Linked DNA regions of Ovis aries: region 2 is linked to region 1. Evidence: chromatin contacts called from public Hi-C data. All regions are on one chromosome and are shown on one strand. The core of a region is the stretch at or near the end of the contact, and the rest is flanking DNA. Distances in the headings are between cores, read along the strand shown.

Region 1 (6,826 bases), core at 2,297-4,796:
ATAGCAACATTGTTTAGCCTTAGTCTTCTTTTCTCTCTAGAATAAGTAGGTTTCTGATTGTAAAATAAATTCCAGGTGCTCTAGTTCACACTTGGTGTGGGGGAGTGGGAAACCTTATATGCAATTCATATGCATACTTTATACATAATTGAATGTAGCAACTGAAGTCTGACTAGCCCAAAGTACATGGCTGAGTAGCATACTATAAATACAGAAAAGTAACATACTAAGTACAAAACAAAACTTACTTTGTTTAACTAGAACTCTAACAATGCAAGTTATTTTTCAACTTGTCTTCTCCAACTACAACTATATCCATACATATATATCATCTCTTTCTACCATCTCTATACCTGAATTCTTTGAACTGAATGTTATTTTACATTTTTTTTCCATTGAACAATTCTCTGCACATCTTAAAACATATTTAAGATTCTCAAGCCAGAAAATTCTGTTCTGTTCTAAGATTCTTGAGAATGCTGTGTATTTCTTTCTTTGGCTATGATGGACAAAAAGATGACCTTCTCCCAAAGATTCTGGCCCTCTTCATTTTTTCAGAAGCAAGTTCAGAGACGCAATCTCCTTTACTGAAACCTGCTTGTTTTCTAGGGGATTATACTGTCAAGAATTTCAGATGTTACTGCTTTTAGCAAAATTAGAGCTGCAGCTTTCCTACCACCAACTTGCCTCTACAAGTTTTGTAATATGTCACAAAAAACTCATTCACATCCTGTGTGTGTGTGGAGGGGAGGGGATAGGTAAGGGGCTGGTGGCAGGGGGATTGAAGAGGAAACTTCTGACAAGCAGTGACTTCTTGAAGCATACTTAAGAAATGGAATCTAGTCTGATAATATAAAAGTTACTGTTTATCTGATTATTTTTTCCATTTGACACAAGAACTTAACTCCTTTAGGGCTAGCAATTATTCTTTAACTGCACTAAATATTTTAGATGAAAATACAGACCAAATTTTCTAAACTGTTCTATCGTGATTCATTTTCCTTTGCACCGATCTCTCATTCCTGTTCCTTGGAACTGAAACAAAAAGACAAAATCATACCTACCCACCTCCCATAAAATGTCCAAGTTTTAATTGGCTTAAAAAAAAAAAATGTTCCCCTACAGCTTACCCTATAATGTACAAACACAGGACACTGCTCCGTCAGGCTGTTACATAATCCCACCCACACTGAACTTCCAATGACATGCTGACGTGCATGTTAACATAACTAATAACTCACTACCTACAAAGAGTTTATGAAATATATTCTCCACATATTAAGAAAAAATGCAGCTGGATGCATTTATTTAAAAATTTGAGCAAGGTTCTCTCTCATTAATCTTAAGTAATAACTCAGATTGAATTTACAGAGTTAATTAAAATTTCTTATACACCTGGGTTTAAATGCAGAGCTTTAAAACTCTGGTTTAATATAGACTATTAGTAATTTTTATTACTTTTATATCTCAAATTCTTAATCTTATAACCTGTACCTGATAATTTGGGTAAATTGTGAGGCGTAACTGATTCCTAAAATAAGTTTTCCATTTCAGTTTGAACAAACCACAAAGTTTTCCACTTCAGTTTGGTAAAAAGTGCTTTGATGTTGGGACAGAGCTCACGGTGGGATGGCTGGGAGGAACAAGGTCAATAGGAAGCTAATCCATAACCTTAAGTCTCTAAATATTACTATTTTCAGATATGAACTCATTAATACAACAAATTCTTGAAAGGTAGCAACTAAGATCTTCTTTGGTTATTTTTATCCCACAGATCAAGCAAACAGAATCTGAGTAACACTACCCTTTGGATTATGTATCAGTTGGTTATGACAGTTTCCCAAATCAGTTGCTTAAATGTTGACTACACGGACAAGCAGGACAATTCAAGTCAGAGACAGCGGTGATCATCAAAATTTTAGGCAAAACTAGCTAAACGTGAGATAAGACTTTAGTATTCTTGTCATCCCTTTCCACTGCCCACAGGCTGTTTCTAGTTCTCCCACCAACGGTCCTCCAAACCTTCTCCAAAGCTCCTCAATGGGAACCCAACAAATTTGTAATTGACGGAGAACCCAGTAATGTTTACATTCTAAATCAGGTACAGGTTAAGATGAACACATTTCCCACTGAAAGCGTAAAAGCAATGCTTGTGAACAAGGAAATCTTTCTTATGTTTCTCGGCTCATCATTCCAGAGTGCAATCACAATCCTACCAAGAGAAAAGTATAAATGCTTCATAGAAATAAGCTGTGTCCCATCTCTAGTTTTTATATTCTTCAATTAAACTTAATACACCTATCATAAAATGAACCTAGTAAACATATATAAAAATATGTGTGTATGTGTGTAATTCAAACGATCTAAATCTCAGGATGAGGCGAGATTACTTCCGATTTAAAATCTAGACCCAAGCTAGAGTCCCTGCACCATCTTTGCTGGCATTATACTACTTTCCATCCCAACTTGTGTCTGGCAGAGACTACCCTCACGCATCCCGCACCCAGCCTAAGTCAGACCTCAGTTCTTCCAAACTTGACTATTTCCAGTCCGTCTCCAGAAACTTGCCAATGAGTGCTACCCACGTAAACCCATTAATGCTAATGTGTCAATGGGCCATTAAGCTGATCCTCCTAAATTACATCCCTGCCTTTGACAAAAGCCTCAAGAACGTAACACAAAGGACTTTTAAGAGTTATAGTGGAAAGTGCAAGAAAGATAGGTTTGGGAGATAACTGGCCTTTAAAATTCACAAGGTTTACCTCGTCCCCTGCTCCTTCTAGCCTGTAGAGAGGCCTTTTAGGGTTCTAAGACCGGAAGTGGGTACAGGTATTGTCGAAACAAAACAAAGCAAAAAAACCCAAACAAACAATAACAACTTCCAGTGACTGTGGCACACTCACCCCCTAAACCCTAGGGAACTGCTCACCTCCCATTCGACGACATCAAGAGAACCGGGACCGGAGTCCCAGGGGGAAAGGCCGGGGGGGAGAGGTGCAGTGTCTGGTTTCGGGCCTGCAAACCCGGGTGCGCAGGTGGGGTCTGGGCGAGGCAAGGCGGCGCTGGTCCCGCTTACCTGCGGCGAAGTGGAGCGGGGTGGACTTCCTGCCCGCCGTGTCGCGGCTGTTCACCTTCTCGGGCGTCACCAGCCTCTTAACTCGCTCCACGTCCCCGTTGCGGCAAGCCTCGAACAGCTCGCGGGCGGCCGGCTCCACTGCCTCGGCCGCCGCGCCCGCGCAGGCCGCGCCCCCGCCGGCGCAGCGGCGGCCCGACATTATTCTGGCCGCCGCCGCCGCCGCCAGCAGCAGCGCCAGCAACGGCAGCAGGAGCCCCGGCCCCGCGAGCAGGAGGGCGAGGCTCCCCGGAGGAGACGCGCTCAGGGCCCGGGCCTCTCGGCTCCCTGCTGTCACCGGGCTCGGCGCAGTCCCATGGCCGCGCCACCTCGCATCCCTCGATCGGCCTCGCGACCCCCGACTGCTCCGCCGCGGCGGAGGCACCGAGAACCCGCCGCTCGAGCTCAGAAGCGACGCGGCGGCGGAAACTGGCAAGGCCCCTCCCGCCAGCTCCGCTGAGCCCTGGGAGCGCACGTGACGTCGCGCCGCGCGTGCGCGGTGGTGGTAGGCAGGCCGGCCAGGTTTTGGCCAGCGGGCCGCGCCGAGGGGTTTGTGGGAAATGTGAGGCGAGCGCCGCTGGCCGCGGGTGGAGTAGGGGCTTCGTCCCATCGCCATCTTTGTGGTGGGTTTTGCTGAAGTTGAATGTTTTGCTTAATGTCTTTATTAAAAAATGGATTTCTTAATCTGAATTTCCTTATTGCACAGAAAAGAACCTTTGAGCGTTTCCCCCCAATTTTGGATGTTATTTTGGACTTCTTACTGTGGACATTTTCCATGTTTTCAGCTCCCACAACCCCTTTGTCCTGGAGGTTTCTCCCTGCCACTGTCTCTTCCCTTCCCCGCAACTGCCGTTTTGTTTTCTGTGAGCCACTTCTCAGAAATGAATGAGTTGCTTGATGGGAAGTTTGGATGAGTTGCCCCAAGATAATGTGAAGAAAATTAGGAAAGCACTGAAAGTTTGTTCCAATTCTAAATAATTGAGAGGTATGGCTTACATGAATTACTCTTTCCATAGTTAATAGCTTAGGACTAAAGGACCCATCACGAGTCTATATATTATGCTGACTTGGCTGAAGTGTGGATATACTGGGTATACACATCGCTGACAAAGTTTAATGAATTGTGATTTCTTTTTGCCGTGAAAGCAAGAAAAGCACATAATTAACTCTCACGCCTAAGGTAGTGAGTGATAACAGCTGTTCATGATCATTTCCTAACCTATGCCCTGGTCTTAAGAAACTGTTTAAAACTATGGTTACATACATGTGGAAAAGACCCTGAAGCTGGGAAAAATTGAAGCAAAAGGATAAGGTGGCGGCAGAAGATGTGATAGATAGCATCACCAACTCAATGGACATGAGTTTGAGCAAACTTCAGAAATAGTGGAGGACAGAGGAGCCTGTCATGCTGAAGTCCTGGGGTTGCACAGAGTTGGACAGGGCTTAGCAACTGAACAACAACAAATGGTTACCTAAACGGGTACATGTGACCCTTGGCATGCAGACAAGCATCTTCCCCAGCTTGCCTCCTGCCTGTGTTGTCTTAACTTCTTAACCTTTTTTTTTTTTTTCAAATTCAGTGTTTGTTCGTTTGTTTGGGATCATCAACTCACTATTGTGCTAAAAGGTAGAGGCTTTACGTGGTTGGGGGCATTTTTATAAATGTGTAAATTACATAATTATATATGCACACGATAAGTATAGATTTAAAATATGCTGCATAATGATAAGTATCTGTGAATCCGCCTAAAGAACTGGTACACCACCAATGGTATTGAATCTATCATTTTTCTTCCATGTTTCATCTACTTGCTGCTGCTGCTGCTGCTAAGTCACTTCAGTCGTGTCTGACTCTGTATGACCCCCATAGACGGCCTCCCACCAGGCTCCCCAGTTCCTGGGATTCTCCAGGCAAGAACACTGGAGTGGGTTGCCATTTCCTTCTCCAGTGCATGAAAGTGAAAAGTGAAAGTGAAGTCGCTCAGTCGTGTCTGACTCTTAGCGACCCCTTGGACTGCAGCCTACCAGGCTCCTCCGTCCATGGGATTTTCCAGGCAAGAGTACTGGAGTGGGGTGCCATCATCTACTTACCAAGTGTATTCCCTAATTTTCTTATTCTCTAATTATTAATTTGTAGTTATTAATCCCTTACTATGTGTGTATTCCTCAGCAGCATATTGTTCACCTTTACTTGTTCTTGAGCTTTCTGAAAGTATCAGTCTGTGAGGTCTTTCTTCACTTGTGATGCTTGTAAGTCTCAAGCAGTCATTATTGTTTTATAGAGTTGTCTTGTGAGTATACCACAGACTTACAAGTCTACTGGTTATTTGATTTGTTTCCAAGTTTTGTTCTAAAGTACTGCTGCAAACATTTGTATACATTCTCCTGGTGCATACGTGCAAAATGAGAAGTGTTTGAACTTTCTGAACACTATTCATAGCATAAGAAAGGTGATTGCTGTATTCAACCAGTAAACATGCTCATGTATATAAAACAAAAGTTTCACAAAATAATGAAATGATATTTACCTCTTCAATGTTTACAAAAATGCTAGTTATGACTCCCAGTTAAGTGATCACAGAACACGCAAATGAGTGGTGACAAAAGGTTTGAAAAACACTGCAGGAGTAGAAATGGACTACCCAAGAGAGCAGTCGCTCAGTCATAGGCAGCAAATGCTCACTTTACAGAATAAAGCCAAATTGTTTTCCAAAGAGATTGTTTATACCGTACGTGGCTACCAGGAAAGTGTAGGACTTTTTAAAATCTCTGTCCTCATTAACCCTTGGTATTGTAGGACTGGCCTTCCCTAAGCTCAGTTGGTAAAGAATCCACCTGCAATGCAGGAGATCCCAGTTCAATTCCTGGATTAGGAGGATCCACTGGAGAAGGGATAGACTACCTACTTCAGTATTCTTGGGCTTCCTTTATGGCTCAGCTGGTAAAGAACCCAACTGCAATGGGGGAGACCTGGGTTTGATCCCTGGGTTGGGAAAATCCTATGGAGAAGGGAAAGGCTACCCACTCCATTATTCTGGCCTGGAGAACTCTATGGACTGTAAAGTTCATGGGGTCACAAAGAGTTGGACACGACTGAGCGACTTTCATTGTCTGATTAATTTTTCTATATAGTGAGTGTAAGTGGTATCGCAAACAAATATTAGTCGCCATTTTTAAAAAATACAGAATTTCTAAATTTCTGTTAAGGAAATGCAAATCAAAACCGCAGCAAGATATTACCACACCCTGATAAGGATGATTCAATTCAGTTCAGTCGCTCAGTCGTGTCTGACTGTTTGTGACCCCATGGAATACAGCACGCCAGGCCTCCCTGTCCATCACCAACTCCAGGAGTTTACTCAAACTCATGTCCATTGAGTTGGTGATGCCATCTAGCCATCTCACCCTCTGTCGTTCCCTTCACCTCCTGCCTTCAATCTTTTCCAGCATGAGGGTCTTTCCAAATGAGTCAGTTCTTCGCATCAGATGGCCAAAGTATTGGAGTTTCAGCTTCAACATCAGTCCTTCCAATAAACACTCAGGACTGATCTCCCTTAGGATGGACCGGTTGGATCTCCTTGCAGTCCAAGGGACTCTCAAGAGTTTTCTCAAACACCACAGCTCAAAAGCATCAATTCTTCGGCACTCAGCTTTCTTTATAGACCAATTCTCACATCCATACATGACCACTGGAAAAACCATAGCCTTGATTAG
Region 2 (6,826 bases), core at 3,053-5,552, 85 kb before region 1:
CAATGCGCAAATAGTTCCAAAAAGATTGTTTAGATAGTAATTGGCTTTTTCTCAGGAAAACTTTGCAGAAGGGCCTTTCGCAAGCTGCTACTGCCCCCTGGAAACCAGGGCCCAGGGAGTCTGGGGAGGCGGGTTGGCAGATGCCTGTACTCTGTCAGTAGCCGTCTCTGCCTCTGTCCCCAGGACCAAAGGATGCTGCTCTCCTGGCCCCGCTACCGCTGAAGCGCTCAGGGGTCCCTGGAGAGCCGACCTGAGCGCAGACACCACCAGCCATGAGTCCTCTGAGGTGGCGAGCGTCGCTCTCGCTTCTGCTGCTGCTGGGCGGCTGCCTCCTCGCGGCCGCCGGGAGAAAGCAGGGGGCGGCCGGCATCGCGGCCGAATCGGCCTCGGGCTCCGCAGGCGGCTCCTCCGGCCGCTTTGTCAGCCCCGAGCGGCACACGTGCAGCTGGCAGCTCCTGCCGCCCGCCCCAGGGCCCGAAGCCGGCAGCGAGCTGGCGCTGCGCTGCGAAGGCCCGGACGGGGCGCGCCACCAGTGCGCCTACCGCGGAGAGCCCGGGCGCTGCGCTGTCTACGCCGCCCGCCGCTCGCACTACTGGAAGCAGGTGCTGAGCCGGCTGCGCAGGAAGCGGCGGCCCTGCCACGACCCCGCGCCGCTCAAGGCCCGCCTGTGCGCCGGCAAGAAGGGCCGTGGCGCGGAGCTGCGCCTGGTGCCCCAGGCATTCCCGGTCGTCACCCCCAAAGCGGCGGCGGGCTTAACCCGGGATCCCAAGCCCCGGGCCGGGAGCCGGGGGCAGCCCCGAGAGCCCGCGCTCGGCCCGGTGGCAGGGGCCCCGCCTCTCCCGAGCGCGCCGCCCAAAAGGAAGCCCTCTGAGCAGAAGCCCAAAGGGGGCAAGAGGAAGGCGGCCTGGGACCCAGACGAGGAGCGACCACTGGGGACCGGGCCTGATCCCGATGGGCTGGACGAGAACGCGAAGCTCACGGACACCTACTGTGCTGAGAAGTGGCACTCTCTCTGCAACTTCTTTGTCAATTTCTGGAATGGCTGAGGATGAGGGCCTGGGGAACCCTGGGGAAGAGGGGTGGGGGGCGAGGGAGGGAGGGTCTATGCCCAGCCAGGGAGGGAAAACTAAGGGCATCCTAGGCCAGGAGATGCAGGAGAGTGGGTGAAGAGTACCGGTTCTAGAAGGGGACTGGGGGTAGAGTGGAGGTGGGGGTGGGGGTGGGGGGCTTGGGATGGGAATGTAAAGGGTATGGACAGTCCCTGAGACAGCAGAGAAGTTAAAAACTATTGAGTCGAGCCTGATTAAGAGCAGAAGAAACAGCGAAAACAGACGTAAGTAGGCATACCTTAAATGTGCAAAAACTGTAGACTGGGGAGAAATATGGGTACAGAGAGACGCTGAAAAAAGGAAGTGGGAAAAAGTGACTAAAATGCTGTGACTCCTGTGGGAAGCAGGATACAACGTACACTATTTAACACATTTACATTACAATTGATAACCTGAGCCAGACTGATTTTCAGTGTCTTCTCATGTACTCATCTACTCGACTGAAAACGTTACCAACTTTTTCTCTCTTTAGGAATTAGAATGAACTTGGGTGCTGTCTCCAGTCATAGATGATCCCTATAGGGATCAAAGCCAATGGGAGCTCAAACTTGACTCCGGTGAAAAGATTTTCGAGATGATTTGCCTCTGAATTATTTTAGAAGTATTGCTTTTAAACAGAGTGATGCCTGGTATTCTGAAACTTCCCCATTAACCTTCCAAATTCAGAAGTGAATTATAGAAGTTGGTTTTAAAAAACAATTCTCTTTTGTTTGATCGTGTTTTTAAAAACAGCTAAAATGTAAGCACACATCTCAGAATGGCAGTCATATCTGTTTCATGTAATTGTTAACATATTCCATTTTAAATAAGATGTAATAATAGACTTTGCACACATTAGGTGCTCAGTAGAAATTGTATGGCTAGATTTAAAGAACTGGCAGGACAATGGAAATTTTGATTGCATTTGATCTAGTTCTGACTAAACGTTGAAGTTCCTAAAAATATCTTGAATTGCTGGGGGAAGACAAGAAGTAAGAAGTCTGCATAAGGGAAAAATCACAAACTGGCAAACCTGGGCCCTATCATTTCTCTGTTTGCCCTACATGTAGTTATAGCATTTTTTTTGCTCTTCCTCCCTTCCTCCCAATTGGGATTTGTTGCCAGCATTGAAAATTAAATAATTTCATATAAAAAGCCAGATGTTTGAATTCTTGTGTAAAATTAGATCTGACAACATTCGACACACCTTTCTACATGGCAACATGATGCTGAAGTTGGCTGCCCTCTTTACATTAGATATACTTTCCTTAAGATTTATTTATTTCATTACTTTTGCCTGTGGGGATCTTCGTTGCTGCCCACATCTCTAGTTGTGCCTAGCAGGGGCTACTTTTCATTGTGGTTCAAGGGCTTCTTACTGTAGTGCCTTCTCTTGTTGCAGAGCAGGGGCTCTGGGCTGCAGGAGTGTGGGCTTCAGTAGTTGCTGCAAGTGGGCTCAATAGTTTTGGCTCCCAGGCTCTAGAACAAGGGCTCAGTAGTTGTGGCACCTGGGCTTAGCTGCTCTGCAGCATGTGGGATCTTTCCAGACCAGTGATCAAACCTGGTGTCCCTTGCATTGCTAGGTGGATTCTTAACCACTGGACCACCAGGGAAGCACTTAGATATATTTTCCTGAGTTTTTCCACTGCTCCTGCACATCGTCTCAGTTGACTTTATTCATTTATATTATAGGGCTCAACCTCTGAGACATTTGAGCCACCATCAGATAGAAGGGTTTTTGGCTGACCTAATTGTGAGAAGAACAATTGTAAATGCAACAATCTGACCGATACTGAATATCTCCTGAGCTTCTCCCTCCTTGAACAGCCCCTAGAAAATGTAAACTTTTACCTGTTCTGTACATTCTTCACATAGTTGGCAAAACATTGAGATTGATGAGATGTCTTTCAATGACAACGACTTGAAAGGAGATGAGAATGTTTCTGCTTTTGGAGGCTTGGGGACCACAGCTGCCCTCCCAGCTCCATGGCTCTCTTACAACTTCAAAGAGCAGTTCTTACTTCCCACCGGATGCTTATGGACTTCAGAGCTTTGATGAACTTACCTCAAGTTCGTCTCTCCTGTGACCTGTGACTCACCACATTCAAACTCTTCCCCATTTCAATTGTTAAAACAGGATCCAGAGCTCTCCTTTCCCCTTTGTAAAGCAAGACAGCTGCTTCAACCATATTAAAATTATTCAGCCGTCATTATATACAGACAACAGCAGAACTAAGATAATGTAAAGTGCCACTAATAATGACTGCTGCTGCTAAGTTGCTTCAGTCGCGTCTGACTCTGTGCGACCCCACAAACGGCAGCCCACGAGGCTCCCCCATCCCTGGGATTCTCCAGGCAAGAACACTGGACTGGGTTGCCATTTCCTTCTCCAATGCATGAAAGTGAAAAGTGAAAGTGAAGTCGCTCAGTCCTGTCCGACTCTTCAAGACCCCATGGACTAGAGCCCACCAGGCTCCTCTGTCCATGGGATTTTCCACGCAAGAGTACTGGAGTGGGGTGCCATTGCTTTCTCCGACTAGCCAAGGCAAAATACCTTGGGCTTCCTTGGTGGCTCAGACAGTGAAGAATCTGCCTGCAGTACAGGAGACTTGGGTTCAGTCTCTGGGTTGGGAAGATCCCCTGGAGAAGGAAATGGCAACCCACTCCAGTATTCTTGCCTGGAGAATCCCATGGGCAGAGTAGCCTGGGGGGTTGCAAAGAGCTGGACATGATTAAGTGACTAACACACACACACAAGGTAAAATACCAAAGAATAAACTCAATGAAAAAATATGCAAAAACTACATGTAGAACACAGAAATACACTTGAGGGCAGAACAGAAAGACCTGAGTAAATTAAAACATATATGGATTGTGATTATGACTATTATTAAAGAAGGCTTAATATTTAAAAAATGTCAACTAATCTACACATTTAAACATGGTAACAACAAAATGCCAAAAGGATTTTGTGGTGTGAGAACTACGTAGACTGATTCTAAAGTTCCAAAGGAAAACCAAAATGAATCTGGGGACTGGACGGGTGCAGGGTTGTATGTTTCAGAGAGGAAGAGAAAAGAATGCTTTCATTAAGGGCGCAGCTTGAAATGGCTAAATACAGAATCTCCCAAAGGGCTGTCAGCAGCACAGTGCGAAACAGTGTAAATGACGTGAGGGCATGGTTTCTAGGTAACCACAGAGACTCTCCATAAAAGGCCAGAAACTACCAACCAGCACTTCAGTTGACAGTTGCCGCCTTTGAGCTGGGCGGTCATGTGATCCTGGCTTGATCCGTATGTTCTCTTGTTCCCACGCATAATGATCACAATGAGGACGATTCTTCTCCACATGGAGACAGGGAGAGGGCCCTTGTGCATTGATTTTAAGATGTAGGTAGAGAGGTTGAAGGGAAGATGACTAGTGTGGGATCCCCAGAAGGGTGAGGGGTCACAGTTTACATTTAATCAAGTGTCAGTACTCCTTGGGAGTGTCACAGGGTGAAATATTTTCCAGCATTTAGAGGCAGCTCTTTACCTTCTCTCTTTCCTCCCTTCTGATTACTGCTCAAGGCTTGGGAGGGCTCTCAATTTTATTTAAAAATGCAAAGCAAAAGAACATACAACACAACAGAATACACACACACAGAGGATTGGAGTACTTTCAAAACTTATTGCTGCAGTGTGCCTCAGAGGAGGAAGCTGGTTAGGACAGTCACATCTTTTATTCCTGAGCTCACACCAACAGTCTCTACCATGTGGGTAGGCAACCAGCTTCTTAGATGGCTTTGGATATTCCTGCAAAGCCCTGTTAAAATCCACAACATAAACCCTCAGTAAAATCTGGAGGGTGAAATCATTTTGAGTAACTGTGAATGGCTGGCACCTACATCGTTATAAAAACTTCGAGTGAGTCACTGAGAATGAAGGAGGACCTCAGTGCAAGATGACAGCATGCTTGCCTGAAAGCAGGTTGGCTGGCTTAGGAAGGCTGGGGGCGGACTGAAGTTGGGAGAGCTGAAGTTATTTGCAGGAGGGATAATTAGCCTCATGGGACCAGCTGGTAGCATGTAACAGGGCAGGGGCTGGAAGTGGCCAGCAGCGGCATTGGACTGCACCCTCAAAATCTGGCTACTGTTTAATGATAAATTTGTTCAAAATAGTAGAGGAGGCCTTCTCTTTTAATAGCCATAACGTTTCATTTGCCGTTTAAATAATAACTATAGTTTAATGTCAATGATTTTCTTGAATTTTGAAAATAACTTAGACATAACCATTTAGACAGGCTGCTGCTGCTGCTGTTAAGTCGCTTCAGTCGTGTCCAACTCTGTGCAACCCCATAGATGGCAGCCCACCAAGCTCCTCCGTCCCTGGGATTCTCCAGGCAAGGATACTGGAGTGGGTTGCCATTTCCAGGACTGGTGTGTTATTTTGGTAATGAATGCCGGTTCACAAAATTCTGTATCAATAGCATAAAAGTTTCTTTGTTTGTCATTCTATTGTTTAATCTCAAAGTTTGCCATTAGATCCTAATTGAAATTCATAGTCTTTCCTGGTCCTTGTTAAATACTGAAAGTGAGAGCTCAGTTCTAAGAGTGAGAAGGGTTAATGAGTTTGTGAACTTGCGTTGGTGGCCTGTTCCCAAGTCTGAACCCAGCATGTGTTGGGGAACAATGGTTGCCTATTAACCTCCCAGGTGAACAGCTGGTGGGGATCAAAGGCACCCTGCACTGTGTGGTTTTGCTCAAACTGACTTCCCACTTAACCCCCAGGAAAAGGGGCCTGCTAGGTCCCCAGGGAGTGGTAGGCTGTGCTAAACCCAGAAGCACATCTGAAGGAAGGTCTGTCCCACTAGAGTTTCTTTGGAAATGTGCCAGGGGAGGCTACGGGGGGTAAGGAATTGGTTCTCAGAGCTGTGAAAACAGGGATGGGAATACGAGGATTATTTAGGCAGAGACATCACACCAAGTAGCATTTCCTTCTTTAGGTCCTCCTCCAACAGTTGTAGAGTCTGGAGCAGGAGTTCCAGTGGAGGGAAGCCCACTTACTGTATGTCTGAATAGTAAATTATCATGACACAAGCTAGTAAATAGCCTATCCTCCTGTCTCAACTATACCTTTGAACAACAAAAATTTTTAATATATACATATGAAAACTATAATTTTTATATGATTGAAAGTTGGTAAATATCAAAGAAAATAAATTCACATATATGTGGGACTTTCCTGGTGGTCCAGTGGTTAAGACTGTCCTTCCACTGCAGGGACACAGGTTTGATTCCTGACTGGGGAACTAAGATTTCCACATGCCAAATAGCAGGGCTAATACAAAACAAAACAAAAAGGAACTTTCTTGGTGGTCCAGGAGTTAAGACCCTGTGCTTCCAATGCAAGGGGTGCAGGTTCAATCCCTGGTTGGGTAACTAAGACCTTACATGCCATGCCAAGATAATACTTTTTAAAAAATTAAGTTTAAAAAATGTAATGCAAGGAACATCTTCATGCTGGAAAGATGTAATTGTCATTTTCAAGGATCCTTACTCCCTTACAACCCCAAAAGTTCCAGGGGTCTCCTCTTTTTCATCTAGCTTGCTGACTTCATGGATGCAATTTTCTTTATCAGGTAGTAGTCCAAAATAGCATTTGAGGTTTTGATTTGTGATTTAAAGGGGATAATTCTTTAAAACTTTTAATTGGTTTGATTAGTCACTACTTCTGCACTTAGTGAAATATTCATTAAAG

What was found. Hi-C and Micro-C count contacts between places; a contact is called where the count stands out from the background.
Region 2: a Hi-C map of hypothalamus shows a contact between it and region 1, with 4 times the contacts expected there. The contact joins the enhancer-like site here to the promoter of TNKS2 in region 1. A contact is called at or near these places in 2 of 16 Hi-C or Micro-C datasets (hypothalamus and muscle).

The regions. Positions count from the first base shown.
Region 1 is chr22:13,141,385-13,148,210 of ARS-UI_Ramb_v3.0, reverse strand. It overlaps TNKS2 (tankyrase 2), which reads right to left and starts at 3,546. Exons shown (of 27, transcript XM_027960494.3): 1 at 3,077-3,546. The coding sequence starts at 3,275.
Region 2 is chr22:13,227,172-13,233,997 of ARS-UI_Ramb_v3.0, reverse strand. It overlaps FGFBP3 (fibroblast growth factor binding protein 3), which reads left to right. Exons shown (of 2, transcript XM_027960225.3): 2 at 184-2,247. The coding sequence starts at 273. The coding sequence ends at 1,046. Among named protein-coding and RNA genes, the nearest start is that of FGFBP3, 19 kb to the left of the region's middle. Within about 2 kb of position 4,302, at least 31 of the 54 cell types and tissues checked have an H3K27ac peak or open chromatin away from gene starts, as enhancers often do. A contact at or near this core is called in hypothalamus, where this site is marked.